2 separate regions of the Drosophila melanogaster genome follow, and region 2 is linked to region 1. A link is a contact called in public targeted proximity ligation data. All regions are on one chromosome and are shown on one strand. The core of a region is the stretch at or near the end of the contact, and the rest is flanking DNA. Distances in the headings are between cores, read along the strand shown. Region 1 holds the start of Eip75B (Ecdysone-induced protein 75B). Region 2 holds the start of lncRNA:CR45939 (long non-coding RNA:CR45939).

Region 1 (3,342 bases), core at 633-3,132:
GAAAAATGTACGGAGATACAAACGCTAGGCGCCGAATAAACCGCTATTTGCAAACGAGCAAAGGCGATGACACTCGGCGTGCAAGTGTGTGCACTCGCGTGTGCATGACAACATTCAATAGCAGCGTAATCAACAAACAAAATGCAACCTCACGAGCTGCAACCATTTGACAGAGTGTATATGTTGAACAGGCTTTTAAAATATAACAATTTATTTTAATAAAACTTTTAATAAAATGATGCTTTTATTCGAATATTTTGCAATCACATACATAGTTGTGTTTAATTGATTTCAAACATCTTATTTAATTTAAAAAAAATTGGTTAGTAATAATAATTAAATCTATGTTGTTAGCCACAGTAAATTTAAGTGAAAATCAACGTTACGGTTAAATAAAAAATTATACTTTGATTACACATTTTCTTCAAGTGCAAGCCCACACACAGACTACAATCAAAAACGCACACCACAGCACGAGGCGGCAATGTATTGACCTTAACACTGAACGACATCGCACACACTTGCATTGCAAAATAAGAACTTGAAATAGAATAAATCGAGCAAGAGAGCAGTGCAAATAAAAAGAGAGCGCCGAGAGAAATAGAGCACGTGAGTGTATGTGTGTTCAAGTTCACCCACACCAAGGCGAGTCTAACAGGGCGTCTACAGTTGAGCAAGCAGCGCTCTGTTAACGGGCTGCAGATCCCCTGTTAGCTTTCCTCCTCTGTTTTCTTGGGGTCTCTGCATTTCAGCGGAGTTGCCAGGGGGCGTTGGGTGGTGGGGCTGCGTTCTGTTTGCAGGGGGTGTGGCTCGCCTCTAATGAGGGTTGCAACTCCAGACGGAGTTTCATCCGAGTGGAATGAGTCAGACAGCCGGGGAATGGGTCCAAAAAAGGAGCTTATTCAGCAGGAAGGATAAGTGCTTTCGAGTTCGTTTTTTTTGGTCAATAAATTTAACCATCTAATTGAGGACTTAGTTACGCCTGATATCCGAGAGTTAAAGGTCATGCGACCCTTATACATGGTTTTGTGCAATATAAAATGATCACTTTTCTATCTTATGTTTGTCGGTTTTCGTATTGTTCTGTTTAGTTTAGCAACCTGCTTTTAATTTACTTTTAACTTTTAGGCTTTCGATTGTATGAACTGTTAAGTACTTCGCAAACCTTTGTTCAACTATTTCAAATTTTATATTTTTACTTTTTGCTTCGTTTATTATTTTAAAACAATTTGAGAGCATTTCTATGCACATTTTTCGTTCTTGATATTATTTGACCGTTTTTTATGCTTTCATGAGTCACATAATGCTTATACATATGTATATGCTTAACATCGTTCAGTTATGCGCAGTTAAGTGAATTTTGTTGAATGGTTCATGAGTTTAAGCATAAGTTTTCTATTTAAAGATAGATCAGTTTCACAAATCCTATATATAAAGGATTTCTGTTAGTTGAATTATTTTCAATGACGACGAGTGTTAACTTGCACACAATAATATGTTACACCATATTTTTTTATAGATATTTCTGTATTTAATATTGTCACAGCTTAAAATTTTAAACTTTGGCAATTGTTTGCACTATTCTGATTGTGATTGAAAAGACTGTCCTTGTGCTTCCCTTGTTACTTGTGATATTTATATAGCATCGAATTGGCACACAAAACTCACACAACTCTGCCTTAATCCAATTCACGTACAAAGAGTTCACCACTTATTCGGACGCATCACGCAGATACTTTTTGTATCTGCATTCAGAGGATTGCTATTTGTCCCGATCGAATTCTGGTGCTAACAAACGAAAGTTAACCGCCGATTGGTAAGACGATTGCGCAGAAGAGGAAAAGCGCGACAGAGGACGGAACGCGACGGTGACGGTGCGTTCCACATGACGTATTCAAAATGACTGAGACCAGACCGAGACTGGACTGCAAATTTTCGCAAAAGTGAAAAATTCTACTTTCAATATGAAAACGAACTGCGCTGTCGCCGTCGACGCCGACTGCGCTGCCTGGGCGGGAGTTGTGCAGCGGCAGCGCACTGTGGGTGTGGGTAAGGTAGGTCGTGGTATGGGAATGCACAGTGGCTACAGAGAGAGAAAAGGGAGAGCACCATCACCATTACAGAGAGTGATAGAGAGAAAGAGCAGAGCGGAAGGCCGACAGAGCCAGAACCTGCAGCGAATGCAGAGAACAAAGCGGAGCAGAGAAGTCAATGTACAAAGCAGATTGGGGGTGCAATGGACGCCGAACATGGAACTCAGGCGCGGACGTGTACGTCGCCACAGTGGATGCCCGCTAGAAAGAAATCGAAATCATGCTAATTTTTCAGTTTAAGAAATCTGAAATCTTGAAACTTGAAAAATTATTTAAACAATTAAACAACTAAACAAGTTCTTTAGAGCATTATGTTAATTTTTTTTTGGTTTAGCTAAATTAGAAAGAATTTTTTAGAAATTTGCTGATGTTTTCATGTGGAACATATGGAAGGTGTGTGTTGATTTCATCCTTTAATAACCCAAATATATTTTACTACTAGCTTGGAAAAAAATAAAAATCCCTACCAACCTATATTAAAATTTTTAGGAACTCATTAAATGATGAACTATCAATAAAAAGAAATAATAAAATAATCATTATCCAACTAGACAGGCCAAATTAATGATCTCGATATCGCAACATTTCAAGTTGCCCTGTACCGGGCTTTCCAAGCTTATTTCCATGTTTCTGACGTGTACAGTAGTACATATCGTGGTTCCCGCCTGGAGTGACTTGCCCCTTTTGCGTGCTTCTTTTGGGGTTGCAAAGTTTTGGCATTCCGGGAGTTGTCGTAGCACAGAAATTAAAAATAATTGCAAAAAGTCGGCGAGTGGGTGGATTTCTCGGGTTTTCTGATCCTGGTTGTCGGTCCCTGTCTGTCTGGAGTTGCAACCCCTCGGGCAACGAAATGAAAGCAAACTTCAGACTCTTGGACTTGGGGTGTGGAAAGCGAGTGGGTATCAAAGGGCCGCGAAGCAGAAAAGGCGAGAAAGGAGTAAGAGGACAAGCGGTTTCCTAGACACTCGATGGGCTACTTTTTGTTTGGTAAGGTCGGTCCCAGGCAGAGATACTTCCTTTATGAGCTTCGATTTTAGCCAGCATCGGGGGTTGCACTCTTATGGATCTGGCTTTCATTGTCTTTCACGCTGTGGGATAGGTTTGAAGGGAACAGCATCTTGTAACCTTGATTTTCTTATTTGCCATTGTTGTTGACAAGACGGGATTAACTTTCAAGAACTTATCATCACTGTTCCCGGACAGCGTTTCAAGAAAACCCCCCGTGACTACACTATTATAATTTTTTAAT
Region 2 (3,210 bases), core at 185-2,684, 740 kb after region 1:
TATTTAAACAAACAAAAAGGTGATTTTATTTAAAAAGTTTTCTTATAATGATGGTTTTTAAATCAAATTCGTGTCAAAACTGTATTTCATTCCGTGCTCCTACTTCCCATTAAAGATGGTAAGTGCAGTAAAATAAAGCTCACCCAACTAGACAAAATGGAAAAGGAGGTTTTTGGGGGGTAAAAGGTGAGCGAGAGGAAGTCGTGCAGCGGGGAGAATTGAGAATTTACCTTTCATGCAGCTGACGTCGTTGTTTTTCCTTTTGTAGTTCTGTGTGTTGCGCATGCGCCCGGTTCCATGAATTCCAAGACGAAGATCGCGGAAGAAGAAGAAGCGCTGGAAGCTGTCCGTCTCTCTCTTTCTCCGTCTCTTCCCCTCTCGCTTTTTATGTATACAAAAACCAGTTGGAAGCGAAAGCAAAAGTTCTATTATTATGTCTTGGTCTTCTTGCTGTTTCTGTTTTTGTAGCCGTAGCTGGTCTCCCTCTCTCTCGCTGTCTCTGTCTCGCTCTCAGTGTGGGAATTCGCATGTGTGGAGAACGGAACGCGAATTTATAATTCGCAAAACAAAGCTTGTGTGTGATTCATTTCGCCGATCGTAGTCGCTGTTGCCGTTGTTGTTGTTGTTGCTATTTCTCCCGATCGCATCTCTCGGCGTCTCGTTCTCTTTTGCTCTCGCTCTCCGAAAGCTCTTTCAGCATATTTCAGAACACGCACACACACGCGACGCCAAACGCATTTGGCAATTTATTTATATTTTTTTTTATTTATTTCTTTTATTTATTTTGCATTTATTGCCATTTACTCTTCCTCTATTCTCGGCGATTTCCTCTTCCCGATTTCGAACGCACACCAAGAACTTCTTGCACAATCGTCGCACGCGCGCAACAAGCGAAAGCTCTCAGAAACAACAACTATAAATTGCAATTCCTGCTACGCACACACTGACACGCTCGCACCGCACATACATATATACACACATGTACTGGGGTTCCACTGGGCACTCTGTGTTGTTGTTTTTCCGCTTGGCTTTTGCTAATTTTGCCTTGTTTTTGCTTCTGCTCCAATTCTATGACACAACGCTATCTTCCCACTTTGTGTTAATTTTTATACACAATTGCACACCAAAATTGGGGTTTGGTAAACGGATAGGCAATGACGGGGGCGCGGGCGACGATTGGAAACCAGAACACACTCCCGTTATGGACGCATCGGAAATATTAAATATATACGTATGTACACACACATAATTAACGCCAGAGCTGTTCTTCTTTTCGCTTTTGTTTACTTTCACTCTTACTTTCTTGGCTATCGCTCACTTTCAGCTATTGTTTATTCGCTGGCTTCACTTTTTCGGGAAAAACTATTCCGCACGCAAAAATTAGGTCTCGAGCGAAATTAGGTCGAACTCGAACGGGAACACAACACACAGTAAAAGTTTGTTGGCGTAGGTAGAAGAAGACCGAAAGCCCTCGCGCATACACGCACACACACATGCGCGGTCGGGATAGTGTTGGATCACCGGAGCGAAGAGCGGGGCCAAGGACAGAGAGGCAGCATTCTTGGCCTTTAAAAATCGTTTGAAGAACAAGGACGGCAATCATATGAAAACCGGAAAGCTTTCAGCTGAAAGCACTCACATGCACGCACACCCGCGTTTAGCGCACCGCTCGTGCGGCGAGCTTTTGAGAGCGACATCTGCCGGAACCTATCGCCAAGTTATCGATAGATCGTAAATTCAAAACTGTGGCGGTTTGTCAATGAAATATTACATAAATTTTAATAAGCAATAAAAAATACAATGAGATTATCTAGTTCAAATAATTGCAAATTTAAAAGGAAAAGAAGAAGACGAATTTAAATATTCACAAGATATAATTATACTTTTTCAAAAGAATGGGCCCTCTAAGTATATTTAAGTACTTATCTAAGACCTTACCTGTTCAGTCATCTATTATTATATATAAATAACCTTTTAAACCAATTTTGAAGAATCGTTTAATAAAAGCTTGGATCGATATTTGTTTTCAAATGCCAGGAGATTGTTAAAATTTTGAAGTGAAACCGCACTTTTAAATTGTCAAAATTTCACTTTGCATTTATTTTGTTTTTCATTATTAGTTTTTTTTTTTTTGTTAAATTTCTTCAGTTTTTTGTGGTTTCCTTTTATAGTTGCACAAAACTTACACACGTACATTACATAGAAAATTACAAACCTATCTGAAAATTGATTTACATTGTAGTTGGATCATATTGTGTATACATATACTTTATATATTATGTTAATAATTTCATTTAAAAATACATAATACATAAATACGCCTTTGTTGCTTCTTTAATATTATTACAATAATTATTATTTAGTTTATACTTTAGCTAGATTGTTTTGTTTTTTTAAAAACCATAGATTACACTTCATCCCTAGATTTATCTGTAAGTATATATCAATTTATTAGCTGATTGGCTGGCATACATTTTCCGTTCGTTTCCTCGTTTCTAACTGCCTTGCATTGTTTTCTTCTACTTTTATTGCATAATTGCAGCCAATCCCTAAAGATTCCAGATTTTCTCAATATTCTCGCTCTAAAATTTCCATTCATTTCCTTTTTCTTCGTTTTGAGTGTGTATAGCACCTTTGTATCACTTTGCATTAGCTCTAAATTTAATTTCCTTTATAAAATCCTTTATCTTCCAAAGACAAAGACGTGTGAGTAAAAACTAGTTACTAGCTAAAATATACATATGTATAGTATATAAATCTACTATTATATTCGTACTAATAGTTTTTCCATATTTGTTTGCACTTTACACTCTATGTTCAGTTAGTACTATGCTCATCCATTCATCATTATCTAATTTATATCTTTCTGGATCTTGCCCCGTCCAATCGCTAAAGATATCTCGGTTAAAATTTCATTAAAATGGTCTTAACGCCCAACAAGTTCCGTACACTGTCGTTGTATTTGATGAGCACAACCTTCGACGAACTGAACATGTTCAGCTTTTCACCGGCGCACAACAGCTGCAGGCAGGTGGCTTTCTCCAGGAAATCATCTATCTTGAACTCCCGTAGCAGGTGCTTCTGACTGCTGGCCAAGGCATTGCTGTTGTTCGGACAGAGCTAAAAAAAAAATAACAAGATTTTGTTATAAGTTCATTTAAATATCGCATCTAAATGGCACATACCTTGTTAAGCAACGTATCCTTCGAT

What was found.
Region 2: a targeted proximity ligation map of the Kc167 cell line shows a contact between it and region 1, with 4 times the contacts expected there. A contact is called at or near these places in 2 of 107 Hi-C or Micro-C datasets (both in wing imaginal disc) and 1 of 7 datasets of targeted methods (the Kc167 cell line).

What each region holds. Positions count from the first base shown.
Region 1 is chr3L:18,062,814-18,066,155 of dm6, forward strand. Eip75B (Ecdysone-induced protein 75B) reads right to left here and starts at 1,883. Exons shown (of 8, transcript NM_001259893.2): 1 at 1,698-1,883.
Region 2 is chr3L:18,799,878-18,803,087 of dm6, forward strand. It overlaps lncRNA:CR45939 (long non-coding RNA:CR45939), which reads right to left and starts at 1,435. Exons shown (of 3, transcript NR_133270.1): 1 at 231-1,435. ftz-f1 (ftz transcription factor 1) reads right to left here and starts at 1,432. Exons shown (of 10, transcript NM_079419.3): 1 at 231-1,432. CG14073 reads right to left here. Exons shown (of 6, transcript NM_140803.2): 5 at 3,186-3,210; 6 at 2,388-3,120. The coding sequence ends at 2,905.